Linked DNA regions of Cydia pomonella: region 2 is linked to region 1. The links are chromatin contacts, called in public Hi-C maps. All regions are on one chromosome and are shown on one strand. Each heading gives the region's core, a stretch centred on a gene start, on an enhancer-like site or on the middle of the called end of the contact. The rest is flanking DNA. Distances are from core to core; before and after follow the strand shown.

The links. Hi-C and Micro-C count contacts between places; a contact is called where the count stands out from the background.
Region 2: a contact with region 1 is called in a Hi-C map of whole body, with 2.8 times the contacts expected there. The contact joins the promoter of LOC133531465 here to the promoter of LOC133531487 in region 1. A contact is called at or near these places in 2 of 2 Hi-C or Micro-C datasets (both in whole body).

The regions. Positions count from the first base shown.
Region 1 is chr2:2,228,328-2,235,423 of ilCydPomo1, forward strand. It overlaps LOC133531487 (protein unc-50 homolog), which reads right to left and starts at 3,658. Exons shown (of 6, transcript XM_061869737.1): 1 at 3,215-3,658; 2 at 2,365-2,430; 3 at 1,369-1,489; 4 at 367-503. The coding sequence starts at 3,458.
Region 2 is chr2:2,370,727-2,378,012 of ilCydPomo1, forward strand. It overlaps LOC133531465 (cyclin-H), which reads right to left and starts at 2,370. Exons shown (of 1, transcript XM_061869708.1): 1 at 934-2,370. The coding sequence starts at 2,262. The coding sequence ends at 1,285. It overlaps LOC133531492 (small ribosomal subunit protein mS26), which reads left to right and starts at 2,626. Exons shown (of 2, transcript XM_061869750.1): 1 at 2,626-3,206; 2 at 3,642-5,517. The coding sequence starts at 2,739. The coding sequence ends at 3,812. LOC133531443 (DNA-directed RNA polymerase III subunit RPC4) reads right to left here. Exons shown (of 8, transcript XM_061869675.1): 7 at 6,840-6,950; 8 at 5,611-6,427. The coding sequence ends at 6,269.

The DNA.
Region 1 (7,096 bases), core at 2,408-4,907:
GAAGCTAGTGCACTTTAAATATTCGCAAAAATGGCCTAATTTACTAGGCCACGAAGAGAAGCTTGGTATTCAAAACTGACATCAATTAGCCTAAAAAGCAAAACAGTCCAACACAAATAATTTCATCACCATTTAGATCTCAAAATTTGGTTACATTTGGTTAAGTTTTGGAGCAGGAAACAGTCGACTACGAAACATCCTTTTTTGAGATTTTACTCAGGATTGTTCGCCTAAAATATTTAAATCTCAGCTCCCGTATATCCTCTTAAAATATAAACAAAGGCCTTAACTACAAAGAAATTAAAATTTCTTACTATGTGGGTAGTTGAGTTTCTACTCTGCTCCTAAAACTTAAGGTAACCTTACTGTTAAACAGCACGATCTGCAAACAGTGGAGTAGCGACAGCGGCGGGAAGAACGCGTTGATGTGCACGTCGAAGGCGTAGCCCCACTCCACGTCGGGCGCCGCCGCGTCGCGCCGTAAGTATTTGTTGCTTATGTACCTGGAAACATAAATCTTAGTGTACAGTCACAGTGGCGTACGTCCAGCAGGGCGTGTTTTTATGGGATTTGAGCAGCGTGCAACGAGGCCACTCATATATAGTTTCTTGCCAGTCCCATATTGGGATACCCTCCTACAATGTAGGAGGGATTTAAATCTTCTCGGGTCAGAGGTGTAGGGTTAGAGCCGGTGTAGCTTTACTTCACGTTCTAAAGCGCATTGTAATATGACGACCGGTTTGGCCTAGTGGGTAGTGACCCTGCCTACGAAGCTGATGGTCCCGGGTTCAAATCCTGGTAAGGGCATTTATTCCTGTGCTGAGCATGGATATTTGTTCCTGAGTCATGGGTGTTTTCTTTGTATTTATGTATTTATAAATATTTATATATTATATGTATCGTTGTCTAAGTACCCTCAACACAAGCCTTATTGAGCTTATTGTGGGACTTAGTCAATTTGTGTAATAATGTCGTATTATATTATTATATGCCTTCTTGGAAAATATCTTTATACGTTTTCAGTCAGGTCGCACACTTATGGCTCACAACTACCGAACGCCGCGAATGTTCACTTTAGATTGCGCGCCTAATTAGCGCAAGTGATACAACGCTCGCATAAAGCGCAATCTAGCAAAGAGGCGTGCGTAACCACGGCGCATTCGTTGAATCTGGACACGCCTTTAGACAAACAAATGAAAAAAGTGAATAAGCTCTCTGTCAAATTTTGTTCTACTGCTAACTTAGGGTTTATTTAAACTTCTCGTAGGTCTAAGTTTGTAAATAATAAAGGATTATCTTCTGAAATAATATTAGGGACTCGAAATAAAGACAGAAGTAAACTTTGTACTGTAGCAAAATGATAGTTACCAAAAGAAAGTGGACACCAACAAGCCAGCTCCGATGAAGTCCACAAAGACTACAAATATGATGAATAACACCAGTTGCCCCCAGTCCAGGCCCATGCCGAGCCCGAAACATATAGAGGATACTGAAACAATTCAATAGGCTCAGGGATAAGTTTGCTTTTGTATGAAAGTAACTGTCTGTCTGTTAGTTCTTCATGTGTAAGCCGCTGAACCAATCTTACTTACTACTTACTGCTAGCCTTTCTCCGCAGACGTTTTGTCTGGTTGCCCTTGGCATATGCCTCTCCCATATTCCTCCATGTGTCTCTGTCTAGAGCCTGTCTTCTCCACAAGGCTCCAGCTACCTGCCTGAACTCGTCTTCCCATCTCATTTCTTGTCCACCATCATTCCTTTCCCCATCCTGAACCAATCTAGGTGAAATTTGGTATGGAGATAATTTGAGGCCCGGGAAAGGACATAGGATAGTTTTTATCAATCTAGAAAGTTAGCAGAAGATCTTCTTCCTTGCCATGGCTCATTGGAGCCAGGGGTCCGCTTGGCAACTAATCCCTAGAATAGGTGTAGGGACTAGTTTTTACAAAAGCAACTGCCATCTAACCTTCCAACACAGAGGGTAAAATAGGCCTTATTGGGATTAGTCTTACAATGTTTTCCTTCACCCACAGCAACTGGTGAATATCAAATTATATTTCGTACATAAGTCCTGAAAAACTCATTGGCACCCCTAAAAAAAATAGGCCACCAAGCTATAAGATGCTAGTCTTTTATGATTATGGAAGTTTGTTTTTTTTTTATTAAACTTAGGTATTAGGCGGGTCCACACAGATCGCGTTTTCCTTGCCTGAGCGCACCGCCTCGGCCGAGGCACGTCTACACTGGCCGGTTTGTGCGTGAGGAAATTGCCTCGCGCGTATGCTCGCTCTGTGTGGACGGGCCTAATCATACAAAATAATGTTTAGATATAAGAGGAAAAAGAATCCATATAAAAATACTTACAAAATAACCAAACACTAAGTAACACAAGGAATGCTGGGTCATCTCTGGCAAACTGTGATCTGGTATCTGAAAACATTATTAATTAATAAATAAATAAATATTATAGGACATTATTACACAAATTGACTAAGTCCCACAGTAAGCTCAATAAGGCTTGTGTTGAGGGTACTTAGACAACAATATATATAATATATAAATATTTATAAATACTTAAAATACATAGAAAACACCCATGACTCAGGAACAAATATCCATGCTCATCACACGAATAAATGCCCTTACCAGGATTTGAACCCGGGACCATCGGCTTCGTAGGCAGGGTCACTACCCACTAGGCCAGACCGGTCGTCAAATTATTATATAATAATAAAAATAAGTAATTAATAATGTTTAAAAAAAATTTAGTTCACACAGTCATAATAAGAACTTAATTCAACTGGGCTATTTTTTCTGACCTAATAACCAAGTCAAGATTTAAAAAAGTTTTTGCAAAACTTTCATTTTTGGTACAAGATTTATCACTGACTACTTATCTTTTTTTTTTTATTCAGGATTACAACAGCTTATAATAATTACATGTGCAATTTTAAATTTTAAGTGTATAAAGCCAATTACAGTAATCCACAAGGTCAAATCGTGATCTTTCCACAGATAAAACTTAAACTAGCATATATTAACAGAAACATGGAAGTATTTGTGTAAAGTGGCCATGTAGGAACACCAACTTGTAAAAAACAAAGCAAATGAATAACAACATCTCTTATACAATCCCTGGCAAGTTAATGTTCTACTAAACAAAGATCACACTTCCTTGTCTGATAAAGAGCAACAAGATGAGACAAGTACTCACGTTTTCTATAATTAAAATTCCGGAAAACTTTCTGGGGCGACACGAATAAGTAAACCATTTGCCACGCCGCGAATTCGAAGTCCATCTGATTGAATTTGAACAGTCTCCGCAAGTATTTGTACCGCTTGACCGCTGCGCTGGCCGTCGTGGGCTGGTAGTTGGCTGGAGCGGGCAAAGGAGAAGTACTACGAGGGAAATTAAACGTAGAACTAGTGCTTGGGGTTGGTGATGTTGAGTACTTCATTTTTAACTGTAATTCACAAACTATCCCCTGTAGTAATCAGTTGAGATGATCGGTGTATCAATGGATAGTAACGGAGGGTGTTTTAGAGAACATTGGTGGTCGCGTTTTATAATTACTTGTTTATTTTCATTGAAAATAGTGGATTAGTCAGGCACAGAGATCTCCGAACTGACGTGACGTAAGTCACGTAAGTGACAGTTGACGTGTGACAGATGGCAGGTAGCGAGTATTGCCACAAGAAAAAATAAATACGGAACCCTTATAATTTGGCCGTGTCCTCCAGCTTGTATAACGCTTCTTCTTTTTTATTAAACAAAATAAACGTCTAAATATCAATTTAGTGGGTGGTATTTGTGCATTTTATTGCACACGGAGCATTTAGCGTGTGCATGTTGTGGCTTTGTGATACTCACGTAAGTTGCATCAATCGTTATTTTTTTTTAGCTATTGGCGCACAAGAAAAAATGATGGTAGCTACTTACGCATTCTGCTTGCGTAGCCTGGGCCTTTACTCCAGCGACATACGAAGTGTGCAAATATCATATTTGCACAATATTTGCACACTACACATATATACAAACTATAGCCGTAAGTCATTACTAACATAATATGGATGTTTTTGTCCGAAATAAATGTTTTCATTTCATTTCATAGTCTGTCATGCCATTTCCGTCAGTAGAAGAAAGCAAAGAAAGCGGCAAATTAAAAAAAAAATTAGGCGCGCGGGGTTATTGCAAAGAGTATAGTAAATATATTAGGTAGGTTAGTGTCCTCCTAGTGAGTATTATATTCTTTGTTAGTGTCCCATAGAAAATTTGAATTTCGTACCTTTTTCTACTGACAAAGTTGTTTGAAGTTGTTAGGCAAGCAAGCAGCAGCCGGACGGGCTGCGTAATTACTTCAGCCTCATCTTCCAAACTTACAACATGAAGCTTCTGTTCAAAGAGCATATAATCACTACGTTTTAAGAGACGGGACTTCCATACTAGCGAGTGGAATCCCTTTGTTTCGCAAATCATTACCAAAATGTACGACAAAGAACTGTCAAAGCACTGTCAAAGAACCATAGTACCAACATAAGCAATTTAAATAGTGTAGTACGCTACACGCTTGCGTTTCTTATCAATATCGATAAAATGGGGAGGCTTGAAATATAGACTCTTGTCTACAAATTTTGTACTCGAAATCAAGTCCACATTTAAGTTGTATGTTATATAGTGGATAGTTCTATGAGTGGACTAATACTTGGTCGAGCTTAATGTGGACTCGATTTTTTTAGAACACCTTGTTGTTCTTCACCACTAGGAAGGATCAAAGTAGCACTTTTTTCCCTACTAGGAGGGATCACTTTTTTCCTCTTTTTGGATACTTCTTAGGTTAAATTATTTAATTTAATTACCATTAATTAAATTTATTTATTTATTTGTACCATAATAATTTCCTCATAGGTGATGTGAAAAGCAGTATGTAAAATTATCACGTGTTAGCAAAAATATTTCCACCTTAGGGTGGTATTCCACCTATCCAATTTCTTGGTCCAATGTCATTGCGTCTCACTCTGTCATTAATCAAAATGTGAGACGCAATACACATTGGACAAAAAAATTGCATAAGTGGAATACCACCCATAGGCGTTAACACTTGAATCCCTCACTACGCTAGGATTCTATTTTAGAATACCTCGTTACACTCAGAATGTAATTATAAAATCCTTCACTATTTTTTTTTCTTAATTTTTTTTTATTAAAAGCACTATTTTCAAAATGATCTGCAGATACATGTTTCAATAAATGTAACTTTTCTATGGGAAGATGTACCACGTCCTCGTTCCCAACAAATTTGACCCACTGCCTGCATCTGAAAACATACAGCCTTGGTTATGTACAGTTTATATTCCAAGTGTTTGCTAATGAGATGATCAACTGATTATTTAGCGCTAATATGCATCTATAAATCATGTTTTTTGGCATCCAATTATCAACAACCCTTTATCAATGCTCTAACTTTTTATATATTTATATGTCTGTTAATCATGAGAACCGGTCATGGTCCTACTGGGCAGTAACCCTGCCTATGAAGCCGATGGTCCCAGGTTCAAATCCTGGTACGGGCATTGATTTATGTGATGACCATGCATATTTGTTGAGTCATGTGTGTTTTCTATGTATTAATATATATATATATATATATATATATATATATATATATATATATATATATATTAATACATAGAAAACACATATATATACATATATATATATATATATATCATTGTCTAAGTACCCACAACACATGTCTTATTTAGCTTCCTAGCTGGGATTAAGTCAATTTGTGTAATAATGTCGTATAATATTTTTTATTGATCACAAAAAGAGAGATTAATTTACTTACATTTCGGATTAATATATTAAATAATTACTAGATTTAAAAAAATATGTTAAATAATGACCATTAATGCATAGATGATAGATAATTTTCCACTGAAAATCTTCGACGAAATAATTTTGTCATATTGCATAACTTGCATGCAATCTCAGGAAATTTCACATATTTTATTTAATTACTTACACTGATATACAAATAAACATACAGTTATCGATAGTTTTAGTACATCCCTAGTTCACAACTAAAAATAATATAAAATATCAAATTTTCGATGTGTTTAAAGCCTGCTGCACCAAAATAAGGTCAAAAGTATCTAAAGCAATACGTACCGGTCTTTATTCAAGGGAAATTCCGCCATAAAATCCCTTTTTTTCGTGATTTTCTCGAATGGCTCGCTTGCCACATATTTCACACTTAGTAAACCGTTTTCTAGGTGGCATTGTAACAAACTCGTTCTTTACTCTGATCACGGTTCACTATTTTCGATATTTTCACTAAATAATAAAGAAATTGCACGAAATACCCGAACAAAACATTGAAGCCTTCATAACAAACAAAACAATTAGGCTGACAGTTGACTTAATGTAAACTTGACATAATAAATAGCACTGACGTTTTATTTTTCTTCGTTGGCAAAGATTTGCGAAACAAGTTCCATACAAATCTTATTTTGTTCCTAGTTGCGTCAGCCTGCTTCTGTTTATAATTATAGGTCTAACGTTTAACTAAGGTGTAGGGTAGGATTTTCTAGTAGAAAGTAAGTAGCTAGTAGCTTAGTTTTGGGACAATTTTTATACTATTTTAACATATGAATAAGTTGCAAGCAATCAGCATTTAACTAGCCTTTAATGATACTCTGGCACCCACCCACTTAGTCAGAAGAAAAAGGCGCGAAATTTCAATTTTCTATCTTCTTCTTCCTCGCGTTGTCCCGGCATTTGCCACGGCTCATGGGAGCCTGGGGTCCGCTTGACAACTAATCCCAAGATTTGGCGTAGGCACTAGTTTTTACGAAAGCGACTGCCATCAGACCTTCCAACCCAGAGGATAAACTAGGCCTTGTTGGGATTAGACCGGTTTTCTCACGATGTTTTCCTTCACCGAAAAGCGACTGGTAAATATCAAATGATATTTCGTACATAAGTTCCGAAAAACTCATTGGTACGAGCCGGGGTTTGAACCCGCGACCTCCGGATTGCAAGTCGCACGCTCTTACCGCTAGGCCACCAGCGCTTGAAATTTCAATTTTCTAT
Region 2 (7,286 bases), core at 1,120-3,619, 140 kb after region 1:
AATTTCCTAACTTGTTAATAAATAATCTTTGTTCATAAACAATTTCCTAACTTGTTGAAAAATAATCTTTAAGTGTATTTTTACTAAGTGTTCAGAATATGCCATAATTTATTAAAAAAATAACATAGACAATTAATAGCTTAAAAAAATATTAAATGTAACGTACTTGCTTTTGAATCCGCGCGCCCATACCCAAAATCACGCGGGGATACGTATATATTTTATTTTCAGTATTAAATAAAAAGTAGAAATAATGGAGGCAAGTCTAGACTTTTTCTATTGGAAATATCCTCCTCTTTTATAATATTAATTTTGATTTCTTAAATTAATATCTAAAAAGGTATTAAACCTTTTGAGATATGGGGGAAATAAGAAATACCTACCTTTTCCCCCTTTTTTGTTAATAACTTATGATACTTTTTGTATGCTAATAAACGCTTCGAAAACATTTTTCTAGACATCATTACGGATCTAATCACACGTATTTTTAGTAGTAGTATCTCTATTTTTCACCGTTTCCAGTTTGTCGAGTAGACTATTACAAGCATTGAAAACGCTAAGTACGTATAGAACCGGCAGTATAGGGCGTTGTTTTGACAACAAACCATAGAAGCGGAACGCGAATCTCGCGACCTAAACGCGAAGCGCCATGAAGTTTTATGACGCTTACCTTACGACGTTTTGGTCGCGTGATACGTTTTGGTTGCGATTGCGAAAATTTCATTGTTTGGTATGGCTTCTCTATAGTAATAACTCAATATTTATAAGCGCCATTTTGACATATATAGTTGCGCTTCCTTTGTTTTCCAAGTTACCAAAGTTCATGTTTTACAATTCAGTTACCAGAAATAAAATGTATAGAAATAAACAATTCTTTGATATACATGTATTGGTATATTCTTTTTTAAAGTTGGCAATTCCAAAAAACAATACTTGGTTTTAAGTGTTTTATTGATAAAACCATTTTCTTGTCATGTTACATACCTAAAATAAAATATAAAAGAATAAGTCAATTCTATTTATATCTAACTCTAATAAATATAGTCATTCATGTAGCTTCACCTCACTTCAACCTATGTTTATATGAGGACAATACAAATAATTACGCTTAGGAATTAGACTGACCATCATGAATGAATATATTTCTATGCTGTTGAATATTACAAAGCCGACATGCATGACAAATAAACCTGCCGTCATTTATAACTTAGATTTTTCTTAAGACTTAAAGATTTCAGTTCTGCATTATACAACAGCATACCTAAATAAAATAAGTCTATAATCTTAAGAAGCGGAGGGTGAAAGCACTTGTGTCACCCCACTTGTATCTAGCGACATCCTCGTGTGTCCCGTGTACACCAAGTCATCTTCATCCAGTGCCTCCCGCATCCGTCTCTTGTATATTTCACTGTCTGGATTGTTCTCTTCATTCCGACACCTGTCCAGCTTCTTGTCAATGACTCGTACGCGCTCCCGTGCTGGACTCTCCACCATTTTAACCATAGATCTAATTTTACGCACTGCCTCAATCAAGATAGCCAACTTATCTGGACCAGCATCTCTGAAAAGCATGTCTGTAACATAACTGTCCAAGTTTTCTTGCTCCTTAGAAGCTGCATGGAGTACAGCTGCTAATGCTATCTGAGATGGTGCATATAATAGACAAGCGTCAGTCAAAAACACTTTTTCTAAGAACTCATCAATACCACTCCGAAGGCGCTCGGGATTAGCAAGGCTGCACCTTGTTTTAATGTCAATCAAAAAGCCTTCCACTGGTCTGAACGGATTGTGTATGGTTAAATGATAGTTTAACTGCTGCATCAATAACAGTTCGTTGTTTAAGATTATGTCTGATGCTTTATCCCTGTCTCCTTTAATATTAGCCACGAATTGTCCAATAGATACATTGAATTCTTCAACTTTGCACGATAAATACACACAAGTGGCCAGGATTTCCTTAGGGTGGTAGTCCATCGCGGAATTATACAGATAGAAACGTTTGAAGTAGTGGAACGCAGTGCCGACAACGCCTTTGGGCATTGGCGGGCTGAATCTTTTGCAGAACTCTTTAAGGTGCAACTCGTACTGCCTAAGAAGCAGTCTTTCTTCATCTGGAGACAGGAACACGTTGTACCGCTGGTATTCGTCTACATGCGCTCCGTGCTTTGCAATGAACTCCAAATTGTGCTTCTCCCGCAATTGTGCTAGCTCGTTCTCGTCGTTGAACGTCCAAAATTTCCTTTGGGAACTCGTGGAAAACATTTTTATCTTAAAACTAATGAAAAAAGTCAATATTTATATTTTAACGGACAAAAAAGAAACGCTTTCCACGTATTTTTTCTGATTCAGAGTGATGTGACAGTGACAGCCGACTGACAAAACGAACTTTGTAGAGTTTATTGCGTTCGAATACAATACATATAGAAAGATTAAATGCTTTTGAAACACTAAATAGTGTCACAGAGAAATAGTTATTGAATAAAGTAAAGTTCTCATAACTTTATTGGTCTTAAACAAGTCAACGAGTTTGATTGATTATTTCGGAGGTTCCGTAAATTATATAATGTTTTAAGAGGGTTCTGTCGAAATAACAGGGTTAGCTTATCTGTGTATCCCCCATGAACTGTCAAAAGTGTCAAATGTAGAATCTGTAGAGAAAGTTAGGTTATGTTATGAGATTGTTTTAGTGAAATAGAAAAGAAACATAAAGTATACCTTTGGGAACCAACAGATTCAAAATGCTTCCCTACAATTCTCTTTTAAAACGCATTCTTCCTATAGTGATACAATGCGCAGGTGCTCACAGAAAACCCCGCTGGCTTCCTGTCGCAAAAAGCAAAATTTACCGAATCCCAAAGCGCCCAGAGATATCAGAGGAGGAACGTATAGAGTTGTTACGAATCAACAACAATTATCACACACAAATGCGGGCTATACGGCGTTTTTATCATGAAGAAATGATTAAAGAGAAGTCTACATTGGAGAGTGCAAGTTCAGAGATGTCTATCAAAGTGGAGGCTGAGGAATGGGAGCGGTGCATCAAGGCGAACGAGGAGTGGAACGCCAAGGTGGCCGCAGAGCGCGAGGAGCGCCGCAAGCAGCAGCTGGCGGAGCGGGAAGAGTACATCCTGTCCCGGATGCAGCAAAAAGACGAGTTGATGAGACAACGCATTGAAAAGGCATCGCAGGAGATTAGAAAACAGAAGGTAATCATTTAGGAAATATTAAATACTAAGTTATTAGTCAAAAATAAGTTTTGTGCTGTAGGCATGATTACTTATACAGATTTTCAATGAATAGCAAGCTGCAAAAGTACATGGCCACTTTATGTATGAATTCCAATCATAATGTGTTCATCCAACTCTGTACAAAGGATTGTGATTAAAAAGGTCCCACTATAATAGATATGATATGCTATGATATGATATATTTATTGGTAAATATTTACATTTACAAGTCATTTTATACACAATTATCTTGTCATAGATAGTCTTTATACATAGGTCAATTAACTTTATGTGTTTAAATATTAAACTGAATTATTTTCTTTGACTTGTAAAAGAGCCCTTGACACCTGCTTTCAGAATACATTTTTGAATTAAGTGTTTAAAATTAAATATCTTATCCATCATCTTTTCCAGGAATTAAGTGCCACATTCATCACCCCAGAGACCCTGGACGAGGCCATCGAGAGAGCCCTGGCCAACCCTGTTGACTACAACTTTGCCATTGACCTGCAGGGCAACCAGATACCCGGCAGAGAAACACCAGTGCCTCCCAAGGAAAAAGCAAAAGCGGCTAGTACGTCATAATAAATATCTTCTGTCTTTTAGTTGTTCAAATACCTATCTATATTGCAAAGTTAAACAGAACTATTTTGATGAAGACAAGTTCAAAATGCATTTTATCTTATCTAATGCAAGTACATCTCACTAATCTGGCACTAATGCTGACACAAGAGAGCATGATTACTGGAAGTTAGTGCAAATCTGCTTATTATATTGATGTGTTTTTAGTATGTCGAAGCAATTCACTATACTAATATCCTTAATTCAAAGAAAACTGTACTGTTGTCTGGATTTATGGCATATATAAACATATTCAAGAGTGATAATGTAAATTTGGTCATAGAGTGATCGCTTGCACCCCTAATCGAAGTGCCAGATTACCGAGATTTTACTGTAATGTGCATCAAATAATAAATGGATGATAAGTATATTTTGGTATCATTCTCACACACTAGATAGAGATAGCAAAACAATTCAACAAAATGTGAATATGTTATGAAAGCAGTTAAAACACTGTGAGAATGAGAATGAGGTTTTTAATTCTGAAAAAGTTATTAAAGTGCATTCTGGCAAATGCACAGGTGTGCACGCATGTTTGCTCTAGATTGTGCGCATTATGCGAGTCTTGCCAGAGTGGCGTTGGAAATCTAAACCAAACATGCTTGGATCTGGACGCACCTTTAGGGTGGCAGACACTTTTCATCAACAATGCTCCAACATTCATATAATGAAAAGACGTTCCACACTCGTTTTTTTAGCATTAGAAAGTAAATAATCTTGACTTTTTTTTATACCACGACGGTGGCAAACAAGCATACGGCCCGCCTGATGGTAAGCAGTCACCGCAGCCTATGGACGCGTGCAACTCCAGAGGTGTTATATGCGCGTTGCCGACTCTTTAAAAACCTGTACACTCCTTTTTTGAAGAACCCCATACTGTAGACCCTCGGAAAAACCTCGGAAGGGAGCTCATTCCACAGCCGGAGCGTCCGCGGGAGGAAATTCCTCTTGAACCGCACAGTACGCGACCAAGGTGTGAGGGTGAACTCCCTGCCGACGGCGAGCGGTGCGGTGATAGAAAGTGGCCGTTGGCATCATGTCAAACAATTCCTCATAGAACAGCCCATTGTACAAGCGGTAGAACACACACAAGGAGGCAAAGTCTCTCCTTAGACTTAAAGGTTCAATACCGCTTGTGAGTTTGACGTTTATTTTTATTGAAAACGCTTTTAAAAAATACGCTTTTATTACTTATGAAAGCAAAAGATTATATATGATTTCAGATCCCTTTGTTTGGCATAATTATTGAAAGTCATAATGTAATGATAGCCATATTACTATTAGTCATAACTCAGAAACCGTTAACATTTCAGGAATTTTCTTAGGTTATCCTATAGACAGGTTAGGTTCGTTTTCCTCGCCCGAGCGCGCCGCCTCGGCCGAGGCACGTCTACTCTGGCCGTTCTGTGCGTGAGGAAATTGCCTCGCGCGTATGCTCGCTCTGTGTGGACCCGGCTAATCCTGAAAAGTTACTCGTTTCTGAGAAAAACCAAATTTTGGCTAACGAAAATGCGTACAAACAATACATTATAACTTAAAACTTTATGGAAAACAATAGAGACCCATCCCATATGATTTATTTGTTGCATGCATATTTACTGTGACTTATTTGCAAGTGATTTTTACTAAAGAGACACATCAAGACCGCTTACCTTCTTTCTAATGCTAAGCGGACTATAAGATCCCTTTTCTATATTATATTTGAAACTAATTGTCATAAAATAGTTGTCTGGGTAAAGGAGTAATAAATAAAATATGTAAATAATAACATTTGTTTTATTATTCTTACAAAAGTACATATCACTTAAAACAACACTTAATTATATTTACATCTATAAACTTATTGTTTAACATTATGTACACAATTTATTTATTCTGACAAAATGGACTCGCGAGTGACAAAAATTTGTCTTGCTCCATTTTTATAATAGTCAATGTAAATCAAGCAACACAAGGCAAAAACTGATGTTCATCGTTTTAACCCAATCAGTATTAAGCATAACACGAATAAGCCGTGACAGTACCTCGAGCACGAGATGGACTATCCACTGAAACATGGCTTCCTAATTAGGAATGAGTTTGAGTTTGTGCTGCAGGGGCCCGAAGGACACCATGTTAGCGGAGCGCGACTCTTCTGAGGCCACAGACAGTGCTTCTTAGTTGAAGGCTACTGTTAAAACATTGGCTTCAGCTCTGAAGATTTTTTTGGGCACTTTATGTGTAATGCTATAACTGTATACGTTTTGGACACTAGTTTAGACCGGCATATCCTGGAACCAGGCGTGAGGTTGAGCTTGTACCCCCAGAGAGACCTTGTTAGCAGAGCTGCTAGACTACCCTTTTCTTAATGGCTTCGGCTCAGAAGATATTTTTGGGCACCTTTTTGTAATGCTATAAGTGTAATAACATTGGACACGGGTTTAAACGGGCATGTCCTGGAACATGGATTCCCAATCAGGCGTGAGGTTGAGTTTGTGTAGTAGCGGTCCCAAAGAGATCATGTTAGCGGAGCGCGAGGACTCTTCTGCGGCCACGGAGACCGCTTCTTGGTAGAAGGCTGCCTTCGTGCCGGTGCTGACCTGCAATTTATATTAAATTAGCCAAATGCTGAAAGCAGAGGCTAGTGTATAGGAAATTTGTAAGTAGATGCTTAAGAGAGAGAAAGGCGAAGACAGATGGGAACAGGCAGGTCCACACAGTACGAGCCGCCTCCTGAGGAAATTGCAACTCTAAGCAGTTTGGTCCGAGTGGATGTGCTTCGGCCGCTATGCCTCGGGCGAGGCACGTCTCCGCCGACAAAACTGCTTCGCGCGGCAATTTCCTCGCGAGGCGGCTCGTTCTGTGTGGACCCGGCATTGATTCATGAACCCACATGCACATAGGAACAGAACAGATACATGACACACACAGATGGGAATAGTTTAATTCTCATCTGTGACTGTGGGAACAAATAGGAATGAAACTATAGGTATACAATAAGTTGTAACTGACCTCAAAGATCGTGTCCCCGAGAGCGAGCGTGACGCGGCCGGACGCGTGCACTCGCAGCTTGCCTATGCGGCCCTCCTCCAGGTCGCTCAGGCGACATCTACCGTCGGAAGACTGAAAAAACACGTTAAAATTATAGTTCGTGTCATCCACGATGACGCGCAGATTTGTCAAATCTAACCTTTAATAACATCGTAATACGAGTCAAGGTAGGTATCTTGGTGAATGACACGTCTATAACACATTAAATTATATTCATTCTTTAAGTCATTAAAAATATATAGTTTAATAAAAGTCGTTGCTAGTGTTTTTCACGCTCATCTTTTAACACCTGGATTGGATCACATGGGACAGAATCATTTATCTATATATTATGTATATATATATTATAGATATAAGTGCGTTCATGGAAACTACATGGCATAGTTAATTTTCAAAAACAAAATATAT